3 separate regions of the Drosophila melanogaster genome follow, and regions 1 and 3 are each linked to region 2. A link is a contact called in public Hi-C data. All regions are on one chromosome and are shown on one strand. Each heading gives the region's core, a stretch centred on a gene start, on an enhancer-like site or on the middle of the called end of the contact. The rest is flanking DNA. Distances are from core to core; before and after follow the strand shown. Region 1 holds the start of CG14613. Region 2 holds the start of fog (folded gastrulation). Region 3 holds the start of lncRNA:CR43493 (long non-coding RNA:CR43493).

The links. Hi-C and Micro-C count contacts between places; a contact is called where the count stands out from the background.
Region 1: a Hi-C map of the Kc167 cell line shows a contact between it and region 2, with 6 times the contacts expected there. The contact joins the promoter of CG14613 here to the promoter of fog in region 2. A contact is called at or near these places in 2 of 107 Hi-C or Micro-C datasets (the Kc167 cell line and the S2 cell line) and 2 of 6 datasets of contacts at active chromatin or transcription factors (both in the Kc167 cell line).
Region 3: a contact with region 2 is called in a Hi-C map of the Kc167 cell line, with 2.8 times the contacts expected there. The contact joins the promoter of lncRNA:CR43493 here to the promoter of fog in region 2. A contact is called at or near these places in 9 of 107 Hi-C or Micro-C datasets (the Kc167 cell line, the ML-DmBG3-c2 cell line, the OSC cell line and 3 more) and 2 of 6 datasets of contacts at active chromatin or transcription factors (both in the Kc167 cell line).

What each region holds. Positions count from the first base shown.
Region 1 is chrX:22,469,908-22,474,076 of dm6, reverse strand. It overlaps CG14613, which reads left to right and starts at 2,056. Exons shown (of 4, transcript NM_001272843.1): 1 at 2,056-2,728; 2 at 2,790-2,935; 3 at 3,099-3,563; 4 at 3,626-4,096. The coding sequence starts at 2,301. The coding sequence ends at 3,250. Usp2 (Ubiquitin specific protease 2) reads right to left here. Exons shown (of 10, transcript NM_001298598.1): 10 at 3,931-4,169. CG14618 reads right to left here and starts at 379. Exons shown (of 2, transcript NM_134620.4): 1 at 1-379. The coding sequence starts at 267.
Region 2 is chrX:22,852,330-22,856,511 of dm6, reverse strand. It overlaps fog (folded gastrulation), which reads left to right and starts at 1,318. Exons shown (of 3, transcript NM_001272855.2): 1 at 1,318-1,469. The region is part of intron 1 of CG42346; the gene reads right to left.
Region 3 is chrX:22,489,609-22,493,651 of dm6, reverse strand. lncRNA:CR43493 (long non-coding RNA:CR43493) reads left to right here and starts at 2,780. Exons shown (of 2, transcript NR_047862.1): 1 at 2,780-2,932; 2 at 3,864-4,043. It overlaps l(1)G0196 (lethal (1) G0196), which reads right to left. Exons shown (of 15, transcript NM_001298606.1): 2 at 1-171.

The DNA of each region.
Region 1 (4,169 bases), core at 807-3,306, 380 kb after region 2:
GTCTGCCAACTGGCGTTTCTTCAGCTCCTTGCGGGAGGGTCCCGTCCGGACGGGCAGACCCAGCTCCTTGGCCTCCCGCCGCTTCTGCTTTTTCTTCTCACGCTCCCGTTCGCGTCGCAGCTTCCGGAGTTCGGCAAACTCCGCCAGCTTTCGCTGCTTCTTAAGCTGATTTTTGCTCATCGGCGTGCCGGGCGTTGTGCCCGGGCAATTGTTCAGGCTAAGCATCGCCGGGGTCACCTCCTTGAGAGCCTTTTCTGTCGTATCCATTGATCTTGTTACTAGATTTTTTGTTGTGTTTTACGTTACCGCTACCCTCGTGTATTTAAAAGTAGTTCAATTGGCTAAGAAAATTGAATATTGCCAGCAGCTGATTTAACAGCGTTTTCAGCGTGCTGCGCCTAACAGCACTCTGTTACGTGGGGAACACGCTTGAAAGCCCAAGCTAGCTGAAATCCCCTTATTCCATTGTCATATTTTGACAATTTTTCTAAATTCTACATTTACATAGTTTATATAAGAATTTTTAAATTCTTAGTATTTATGCGGATATGAGTTTATTTGTGACTGACTCAATGATCATGCATAGTTGCGGATATTTGCGGATTTTCATAAATTTTTCGCATAATAAGTCGGTCTGAACGGTTGAAAATTTTATTTTTACGTCCTTCTCCACATTTTGAATCCAATCTGCCCTCGTTTTTTGCGCGATTAATAACATTTTAAATTGTTCTCCGCGATGCAGAAAACATTTCTGACAATTCTTTAACAAATTTTCCCAAATGGTGATTATAAAAAATCAGTTAAACTACTTCAAAACTCAATCGTTTGCCAGGCATTTTTAAATTTTACAAAACTAACTTGAACAATGCTCAATTTGGCAAATTTCAAAACCAAATCTGCCACCCACACAACGCATAAAGCGTAAATGACGATTATGTATCGTTTGATTATCGAAATTCCTCGGAATAGGAGCAAAATAGAAAACAAAAGAAAAGTGTGCAAACAATTTCTTTACAGTGTGAAATCTGTGCAAGCTTAGATTTAGTTGTTTTTCTCGTTCATTGTTAATAGTTTTGTTATTATTTTTTACATATTGATAAAAAACATATAAAAAAATAAATGGAAATAAAAAAAATCCATAAAGGTAAACAAAAAGCCCTTAATATTGCATTGAAAGGCAGAAAATACAATTTATTTTCATTGTGCAAACAATTTCTTGACTATCTGTATGTAGTGTGCAATTCATAATGCGCTCACGAAAAATATGCATAGAGTGGATGGGCGATTAGATCCCGTTACTTTCGGTAGAAGACATTCGCATTGTACAGGAACAATTTTTTTTCAACAGTGTAGAATTGTATCTATGTATTTGTTGAATTGTACAATAGTTTTTTGTGTACCTATACATGTACTTATTTGTTATTTGCATTGGCTTATCCGTTAAATTGGCCACTAAAATTATGTACTGAAATTATATCCAAAAGAAATCCAAATGTTTTTTTAAAACGTGGTCGTGGCGATTTTCCGGCTTTTATATTCGAAGCAAACAACATATGTACATATCTTAATGTTGAGATCGCTTAGTAAGGATTTTTATTTTTCAACAAATTAGGTTTACCCTTCTTATCAATGGGTATAAATACATACATATGTCGCAGATCATTTAAATATAACGACATTTCTAGTAATTGCGCGTTTCTGCTTGGCACGCGCCTTTTCTATTCTTTTGATGCGCGGCAGAGACTCTTCGACAAATATGTACATATCTCACGCATCCTAAGCCCTTTGGTTAATGCAATTAAATATCAAGGGCGTAAAAGTTTAAGAAGATTCATTTCTCCTTATAAGATCTAAATCGTTGAGGCCCAGATATGTAATCTTGGTTAAGACTGGTGCTATCTTTAAACAATAGCTATTTGAGAGACCTTAAGGATAATTCGATTTTAAACTACTCAGCAATTTGTTAGTTGAGAAATACAAATGCGTAGAATTGAAAATAGAAAAGCTTTTTATGCCTACTATCGCCAGCCCTGTTACTTAACATCTAGTGCTTTTTCTCAGTTATCGAAAACCGATAGCCCGATGACTGCAGCAGGCCAGGTGAAATCAGAAGATATTTAATAAACTGAATTGAGCCGGCTCTGCGTGGGAACGTGCGTGTGGAATAGTCCCCAGGAGAATCGGGAAGTGGTAAATCTTGAGCCGCTGCTGCCAATAGAAGAGCACCCTCTGCGAGGACCAGCCCGGCACGTTGCATATTGGTTAATTCCTGTAGAGTATTGGCCAATACAGGTTCAATTATGGCAACAGTGGTCTTTCTGTCGCGCCAGCGATTGCTTGCCTGCTCCTTGCGGCTGTTCGGTGGCGCCCACTCAAGGTGCCTGTCGACGATGTCCGAGACTAGTCCAACAAGTCTGGCTAGTGATTCCTGGCCTCTCGCGAATCGCCGTAACCTGCTCCTGCCCACCGTCAACATCCGCTTCAACCACAAGTCGGCGAACCCGGCGGCGGCTGCACCAGCGCCCGCCATTAACAACTCGTCAGCCGGCGGCAAGGATTTGAAGGCCACCAACAGCACCACCTCCAGCGAACTCTTTGGCGAGGCGGCAAACATGGGTTTGTTCGCCAAGTTCAAGCACATGTACAAACAGTACTGGTACGTGCTCATCCCGGTGCACGTGCTCACGTCAGTGGGCTGGTTTGGAGGCTTCTACTACCTGTCAAAGAGGTGCGTACCATACCCCAGAAACCGTTCCGTTCAAACCCTATATGAATCCCTCCCATTGCAGTGGCGTCGATGTGCCCGCTTTGCTGCAGTACATCCACTTGAGCGAGAACATCATTGAGAAGGTGCAGGGCTCGGATATGGGGCACTACGCCATCGCCTATCTGTGCTATAAAGTGGCCACGCCCCTGCGCTACGCCCTTACTTTGGGTAAGCTTCAGCTTTGACTAACATCAGATGCCTTTTTTCAAAAAACTTTATTGTGGCCTTTTGATGCGAACTTCTTTGGAACAGATTATGCTAAAATTTCACGCATAACTTAAATTTTTGTAATAAGAATCATTTAAGCTTATCCGCTTTAACCGTTTTGCAGGGTGTACAACCGTATCCATTAAGTACCTGGTGCAACACGGCTACATTAAGCCCATGCCCACAAAAAGCGAGCTAATAAAGATGTACGAGGACAAGAAGGCCACCCGGGCAAGCGCTAAGGCGGACAAGGCAGAGAAGGACGAGAGAGAATGATCCACGGCCACGGGCAAACACATTCCGACTTCAGTGGTGTCGTTGCCTTTGCCACAGTCACTAGATCCTAAACCGCCGCCGCCGCTGCTGCCACTGTCAATGCCCCAAGGGATCGGCGACCAGCAGCGACCGGACGCCGGCGAGCGGCGAGCAGTTGACCTGTTGTCTTTTTTGTTAAACTGCCGCCGTTCTTGCTGGCACTGGTGCTCAAACGAACATAACTCTTGTCCGGAATCACAGTCGATCGCAGAAGCCGCAGCCACCGCACTGAGTTGCCGATGCACACACGCCCACTAACCACAGTTAAATAGCCGTAATCCCTTCAATCCCATCCCATATATTCAGATACACACTCAATATGTACTTTGCCTATAGTTTCTGCTGCAGTTACGAAACGGCGGGACGTCCCCAATGGGAAACCAAATCTTATTTCACAAAGAAACCCAAAACAGAGCCGCTGAACGTGGAGTTCAGTAGTCGTTATTTATAGATATATTTTGTAAATGTGAGAATGTTGTCGCAAACAAAAACCTAACTTTTAAATTAAAGTATAAATAAAAAGAAGCAGAGCCTCTAGTTCTGGGTGTGACCCTAATCGCACGAAATGAAGTTTAAATTGTTGACATATACTCTGTATAATGAAATGTTAGTTTTATTAATTTAGTTTTGTTAGGATGCCCAATTCTATTTCCGAAGGATGGAATCATATGAATGATGTTACTACGACACACAATATATGCCTGATAAGTAAAATCATTTAAAAAAATATTTGGAAATGTACAAAAACAGAAATATTAAAATACTTTAGTTGTTATTAAGTTGTGTTATTGCACTTGACTGCAGCCCTGGTCGATAATGAAATCGATGAGATGAATAAAACAGATTTCAAAATGTTTATTTTTAAATTTTGCTTTTGCGT
Region 2 (4,182 bases), core at 69-2,568:
CGAGATATTTTTATTAAGCCGGCCACTCCAGTTAGCCTTACATATTTCCGAATGTTAGTAGTGTCTGTAGGGGTCTACCGAACTCGGACAAAATTGAAAATAAAAATTTTATTTAATAAGGTACATACATACATACATAGTACATATGTAAATAGAAACAAACAGCCAACGGAAAATTACCAGGAAGAGCCGTACTGCCTTTTTAAATTGAACAACTAGCAGCATTCAGAAAAAATTAAAAGCAGAGAACATCATTAATCATCCTTTGCAGGCGGCCAAAAGAGAGCATCTCCCTAATTGAGAACAAGAGAACATAACAGAAGAAAATGTTAATCATGTATGGGAAAAACAAAAAAGAAAAGAGAATTGTCGAGAAGAGTAAAAGGGTATACTAGATTCGTTAAAAAGAATGTAACAGGGAGAAGGAAGCGTTTTCAACCATATATGTATATGTATATGTACATGTACTTGTATATGTACATGTGTATATATGTATCGTGATCAGGATCAATCAGGACCAGTCGAACTGGTCATGTCCGTCTGTCTGTCCGTCCGTATGAACGTCGAGATATCAGAAAATATAAAAGCTAGATTCTAGAGACATTAGACGCAGCGAAAGTTTGTTCCCCATGATGCCACGCCCACAAACCTCCCAAAACTGCCACGCTCACACCTTTGCATAATGTTTTGATAGTTTTCCATATTTCTATGACTCTTGTTAATTTTTATCGATATGATAAAAATTCCCACTCTAATGCACCAAAACTGACACTCCCACACTTTTGAGAAATGATTTAATTTTTTTGTATTAAACCAGTTGTTTTTCCAATTTATAGATATGCCGAAGATATGCTATCTTAAACCGCCCAATATATCCTGCCCAGACCTTAGAGAATTAAAATTAATTTTTTCCCACCAATTTCTACTAATGTTCGTGAAAAATGTTGAAAAGTCTCGTCCCACTTGGACTTGCTGAATAACGGGTATCTGATAGTCGGGGAACTCGACTATAGCGTTCTCTCTTGTTTTAAATTAATGACATACATACTCAAAACAATGCACGATCAAAACAGCAAAATGATTTCTTTGTGCAGTTGCAACTTAAGAGCAATGAAAACTGAGCGCGGCTTCAGCGCGCTCTTTGAAAAGAGTTCCCTAATGCCGCGCATCGGCTCTTTTCTCTCGGCTAAGATCATTGTCGAACGCGCGTACATATACATATATACAGTACATGTATATTTATATCTGACCACTCTCTGTCTGTCGCAGCGACTGCGGCGCCGACGTCGACGCCTGCGACGACACGTTTCGAAGCCGCTTCTCATTCAAAAAACAACTGTGAACGTGATCGGTAACGGTGCGTGTTCTCTTGTCCGCCCGCTACAGTCTCTTCAAAAAAAAAAACTTAAAAGAAATGAGGGGGGAAGAAAGCGGATAAAAATCACCAACAATAGTAGCAAATGAAAAAAGTAAAGTAACACTATCATTTCGATTGAATTTGTAACATAAATTCGATATTTAAGAGACATGTGCAATCGGTCAAAACGTGGCGCATATAACTTAAAAGCAAATAGTAACATGGGAATATAAATTTGTAATATACATAAATATCTTCTGATTGTGTCCCTTAAAAACGTTTCTTCGTGTGCTTTTATTTTATCTAAATTTGACCCGATTTTAATTTGAATTTGAACAAGAACCTAAACTAAAACAAAACAAAAAAACATTCGAATGCTTATCTGTAAAAGGAAACAGGAAAGAGAGAACGAACGAAGTGAAAATAAAGTAGAATAAAATAAAATACATACTACGAGGCATGTATAAATATACTACGCTTTTGTGTTTATACTACATTGTGAAACAGTTGTCGTTGTACTTGTTGTTGTCTTTACAGCAACAGGCGTCCGATAATTTATAATCTTAAAAATATATGTGCGCCGTACATATAGATTCGCCTACTGAAAAACCCGAGATCAACTTTAAAATACTAGTACCAACCATAATTTGAAGCTTAGCTTTGAGTTATAAATATTTAGTTAACGTTATTTCACAATGATATATATTAAATATCTACAATATTTCACAATCTTAAGCTATTTTCGGTGCACATGTAGGCATTATTTTTGAATTGCACTCAATGTTGCATACAAAATAATTCTCTTTCGTTTTTCCCAAACAGGATGTTACCATTGATACCTTTTGAAGTCGATTTGTTGTAGTGTGTTTTTTTTTCGTGTGCGCAAAAGTCTTTGTGAATTATATGATAATACATGTGATACAGTTGGAGAAATAAAATAGATAAATCAACAAAATCGAATACAAAACCGTGTTGTCCTAATGAGCCTAACAACTGCAGCGAAAAATGAAAGGCAGCCAGCGACGGGAAAACTTTAAGCAACTGAAAAAAATTTAGTATCTTACAAGTTTGAACTGGCTCTTACCAGCAAGCCAATCAACACATACATATAAAATTCTTAATAAACCAAACAAAAAATTAAGCTCAACCGCCATCAAATCGAAATTCAAAACGAGCCAATTTGTGGTGTTTATTATTTATTTGTATGCTAATTTATTTTTACAACAACTTGATATTAACCCACAATCAAAGAAAAACAAAAGTGGGGAAAAGACAAAGAAGAAGCAACTAAAAGCAAAAGCAGCGCACCTTCTTCGGCATCTTTGTTTTGGGATATAAAACAGCAAAAGTAAGTGGATTGTATGTATTTTTATTTAACGTTTATGTGTGTTTTATAATGCCCATCGAATAACCCATTATTACTTTGCGCTGCGAAACTTGTTTCTTAATGCAAATTAAATTGAAAGGAAGCCAGCGAAATGTATACAGCCCAGAAAATTTGGATAACAGATTCGAAACCCACAGTATCTCGTTTCTGGTACTCCTTATTATCCTGCTTCATTATTTCCTGGGTATCAGGATGTCTCGTTTTCGTGGGCTTATCCTAGCGGTTTTTCCGGTCTCACGCCCGATGCTGACCTTCTGACTCTGCGGATGTGGGAAATCTAGCCATTCTGCAGATACAGAGCTGGCTCTTGAGATCTTAAATGACCAAATCGGGAGGTATTTAGTCTAATGCTTTTCGAAGTAGCTATTACGCGTCCAAATGGATTCAGCATGAATATGTTTGGGCTCATGCCATTGACTGACGAGTAGGTATAGTTTCCCTAAAAGCGAACTGATAAATATTAAAAGCATTTTTAATCACTTCTTGAACAACAATAGACACGTGCACATTTCTCAATCTGGTCAAGCGCCTTACTAGTTATTGCAAAAACCAATTTCACGACGTGACCACAATGGATGACAACTGACCTTAGTGTCATCATGCAACCAAAACAATCGAACTACACCAATTCGAGGCGCATTAGGTGTCTTATCGGGGTTCGCTCTCAAACATTTGCCAAACAAGTGAGTTCACGATTATGTTTACAGAGGTGAGTTCCATGAGTTCGCTGGTAATGGACATGATGATGATAATGCCGATGAAGTCACGCGGTGACTATCAGCGCCAATGTGGCAAAGTGATCACTTCCGCTGGACGCAAAATATATTGCGGCTTAAAATGGAAAACTAAAAGCAAACCATGAACGAATTTCGGTACCAAAATTTTATTCCCGCATGAAAGTGTAACCAAGTTAATTGCATTTAACCGACTGTCCAAAAAATAAAGAGCTGGAAGGGTGGCCAAGCACTCAAGTGACTGGGAAATTGTTGACATGCACACTGAGAAAAATGGCCATATTTATGTGTGTATTTAGTAAATTTTTCCGTGGACTCGTTCTTTTATTTGTTTTTGCGCAGACATGAATTACAAAATGTTTTTTGTGCAAGTTCCAAAACGCCCGCAAAATGCTCCAAAAGTCATTATCAGCAATAGAAAGTGTTACAGACGGCACGAAAATTAAATTACGGGTATTGTGATGGTACGTATACATACATATGTATGAATACTATATAGATAGAGTTCGCTTCGATTGCCTCGACTATCAGATAGCCGTCACTCAGCCATAACTCCTAAAATAATTATCCGATTCAAATTATCTATACAGCTATTGTCTTCCGGACATACATATATTTATGCCTATGTTGATACCCCCCCGGGAACGTGGAATGAAATCAGCAACCGAAAAAAAAAACGAATCTATCACGAAATTATTTTCGAG
Region 3 (4,043 bases), core at 1,531-4,030, 360 kb after region 2:
CAGTTTGATGAACTCGAATTCTCCAAGACGTGTCAGGATCTCCTTCATTGGCTTTGACTGTGTCTTCTTGGCCATCGCGCAGATGCCGACAACCACCTGCTTGCTGTTGCTGGAAGAGGTGCTCGTGTCGGAGTCCATCCCGTCATTGCTGTCTCCGAAGTCCGTGTCGCCCTTTGAAAACAGAATAATGCGGGCATTAATGAGGTTTTCTCAATGATTTGTGTAGACAGGCAGCAGGCAACGGGAATATCAGGATTCTCGCTTCTCAGATCTATTGGGTATTATTTTGTATACTTATTAACGTGTCACATTTTTCCACTCCTACTACAAAGCTATGAGTAAGTTCTTTGAAAAGGAAACCCATATAGAGTCAAATTATGTTGTATTCACGGAAAAACCAAGACACAAACAAGTAAATCGTATGTAAATCATGAGCTATCATTCAAATCTTTCAGAAATGAGTTATGGCACTTATTCAACCATTTTTTCAGTTCATTATTATACCTTTTATTCGTTACTCTACTCTACGAAAGATTTATAGGGTGTACTATATTGGTACTATATTGTTGACCCCATGAAGTAGATTTATTCTAGAATTACTTTTCAAAAACTACCACATTTGGAATTTTTTTTTTAATTTTTTTCCCGTTACTTGTAGATTCGTTGAAAAGTATCTAACAGATAGAAGGAAGCGTTTCCGACCATATAATGTATATTATTGAAGAGGAACAATTGTCGAGTCGGTCTGGACCTGTCTGTCTGTTTGTCCGTCCGTATGAACGTCAAGATCTGTAGCCTATTCTCTTGTTTTCCTCTTCAATTCCTCCCGAGATGACAAAACCATTTTACACATTAATGAAATAGGTTTAATTTCATAGAGTATATTTTGATAAATAATAATAATTCGGGACGTAATAAAGTCGTAACCAATAAATTTAACAACCGCTAGGAGGCGGATGGTGACTTTAATAGGTATCTGACAGTCATCAACTACTTATAGCTTTTAAGCTTTTTCTGACTTTGTGTTTGTGTTGGTTAACGCCACACATTTAAGAATCCTTCAAATTAAAATCCCAGACATTTGGGAGAACAACTGAAGCCTAATATATATGGTTCAGATGCCACCCGATCCACAAATTAATTAGCATTCAATTCGACCCCGACTTCGAAAATTCTTAACGACTCAGGGTCCAATCAATCAATTTCTTTGGTCTAACCAATGAGACCTACATTCATGCAGACTTCACAGTAGCAGAAATCATCACTCTCCTCGTCGCTGCCATGATTTGGCCCGTAATCCTCGTAATCACTGACGTTGAAGGGTCCGTACTCCCCATCGTCGTCGTCGTCGTGGCTTCTATGACTGCGAACTGCGGCACTTTGACTCCGTCGCTGGCGCTGCAGCAAGCGATTCCGGCGTAGACTATCACGACTACCATGGCGTCTTCTGGCTAAAGTTCCATCAGATGGCACTGCGTCCAAGCTGTGGAGACGATTGGTTTGAGGATCCTGGGAACCACCACTTTCCGCGCACCCAGAGCCGGCCAAAAATGCGCTTGCTGTCACCGCAGCTTCAGCGGACGCCGCGGTTGCTTGGAGTTTTTTCTTATGTCGCTGGTGACGAGATCGGAGCTTCTTGAGACGCCACCAGTCTTTGAACCAAGTCCACTCCATTGTGGTGGTAGCTCAGTTTCTTTTTGGCCAAATCTGACTGTTTACCCAGGACGGTAACTTAGAAACTTGTTTTATATTCCGTTATTTTAACATTTGGGCTTCTCGTTTGAGGGTACTTTATTTATAAACAATCAAATTGTTTATTAGGGCTTGTCAAATATTTTTTACGCATCGTCCGAAATATTAGCCGGATTTAGCTGCAATTTAGCAATCCGTCGTCGAATAAAATGGATAGATAGTGCGGAAACTAAACCGTTCGTGCTTATCGGTCGGATTCTACAAAACCAGATGACCTAACCCGAACAAATACTGAAAACGCAAACCGACGGGGTCGGCGTATAACGCCCGTTCCGTGCAACGCGGCCAACTGACTAACGGAACTGAAAAAACGGTTTGTTGCTTTGGATCGCTGGGGATCGCTGGGGATCGTATCGGTATCGGATTGTTTCCGAGCGTACGGCCCCATTCGTCTGTGCGCCCACTCACTCAGGGGAGAATCCGATCAGCCAGAGACGACGTAAAACAGAAAGAGAAGTGATCGCACAAAGAGCCAGATGGATAATACACTGTGAAGAAATGCTTTCGTTTTGGATCTGGATTTGATTGCGATTTTCAGCACGATTTCGAACATAAATACGAACTGTAAATATATCGACCTGTCTTTATAAAAAAACATTCTTTCCTAGAAAGGTTTTGTACGAATAAATTTGGATATTTTTCTTAAAGCTTTTGAGTTTTTCTTACTCTTTTATATACTATATTGTATATATATTGTATATACAATAAAAAACATATTAGGCTATTATGTTAAATACAGTCACACAGTTAAATTGCAGTCACACATATTACAAATGTGAATTATACATGCTAAAGTTCGCATTGCAACAGATGCAGTTATTTAATTAGAAGTTTTACAAAGCCCCAAAGGTAATTATTAATTTAAAATTTTCAGTGCATGAAGATACCTAGAGCGGGAGAACGACGAAAAGGCGTTCTCTGTGTATAATTGCTTCGACATGTTATCATCGTCGCTCTCATTTGTTAAACTTAACTTCAACTTATATAGCGTATACGTCCGGCCGATCGGCCAGTGTTAATGAAAGCGACAACAAAGACAACGAGAGCTACACAAAGAGCAGCGACGAAAATCGGTAATCGGTAACCGGTAACTGCGGTCGGTGGAGCAGATAAGACTTCCAGTGATAAGGGCGCTACGGCTCGTAAAACACACATCTGCCTTAGAAATCCAAGCTCCAAAGTAAATATTTTCTCTATGTATAGAACCCGTCGCTGGCGACCACTAGCAGGCGCCATTCAAGCGATGTTCCCCATCAATTATGACCTTCACGTATCTTTCCTCTGAGATCTCTGTTTCCCCGAACTTAAAGATGAAAATTAGATGATATACATACAAAGATATAAAGATCAGACAAAAAAAGAAAGGGAGGTCTATAAGACGGGTTCACTATTAAGCCCTCAATTAATAAAATTGGTATATCTTTTACGATTTTATTCGGTTTTACCTACACTTGTAGACTAGCAAGCCCCGAACACTTTATATTGTTTGTAATGAAACTCTAAAACTCGTTTTTATTATTTAAAAAAGTCTATATTAGTAGCTTAAAAAAGAAATGAGTTTGGGGAAAAAAAAATTTGAAATTTGAAAGCTGGAATCGTTTGCCCATGTTTGCCCACCGATAAGTTTTTTTTTGCCTTCGTTTAGTTTTCGAGATCTGAAATTTCGAAAAAGTTCGAAAAATTTCGAAAATCAAAAAGTGTCTTTTTTCAAAAATTTTTTTTAAATTGTAATAACATCCTTTGCTTACGTTTGCCCATCCCTTTGAATTAAAAAAAAGTTATTATTTAGAAAATATAAGACATTAAAGGCAATATCGAGCAATATTTCTTCCTAATAAATAAATAACATTCAATTAAATACAAAATTTTAGTGTTTTCAAACACCCGATATAAGACAGCTACTATTTACATATCGGTTTTTCTGATTAATTGAACTTTCAGCGTTTCCCCGATTGCCAGACGTACTGAGCATCGATTTAAACATTGACGAACATCCAATTTTAAGAGTTCTAGGGCATAATTCTTAACTCTTAAAATTGGATGTACAATTCACTTTTTGATATATCACTATTCCAGTACTATTTCACTACGTTTTTATATTTCTCATATAGCCACCCAAAAATATGAAATGGATAAATTAAGTTTCGCCCAAGAACAGTCCCAAAGATTCTCTTTAAATCTCCAACTTTGACGAAAACTTTACTTTATACAAGCAAACGAGCACTTACATATACATATGTATGTATAATACATACAGTTTATCTAAACAAAATGGTTCGATACCATCGAAA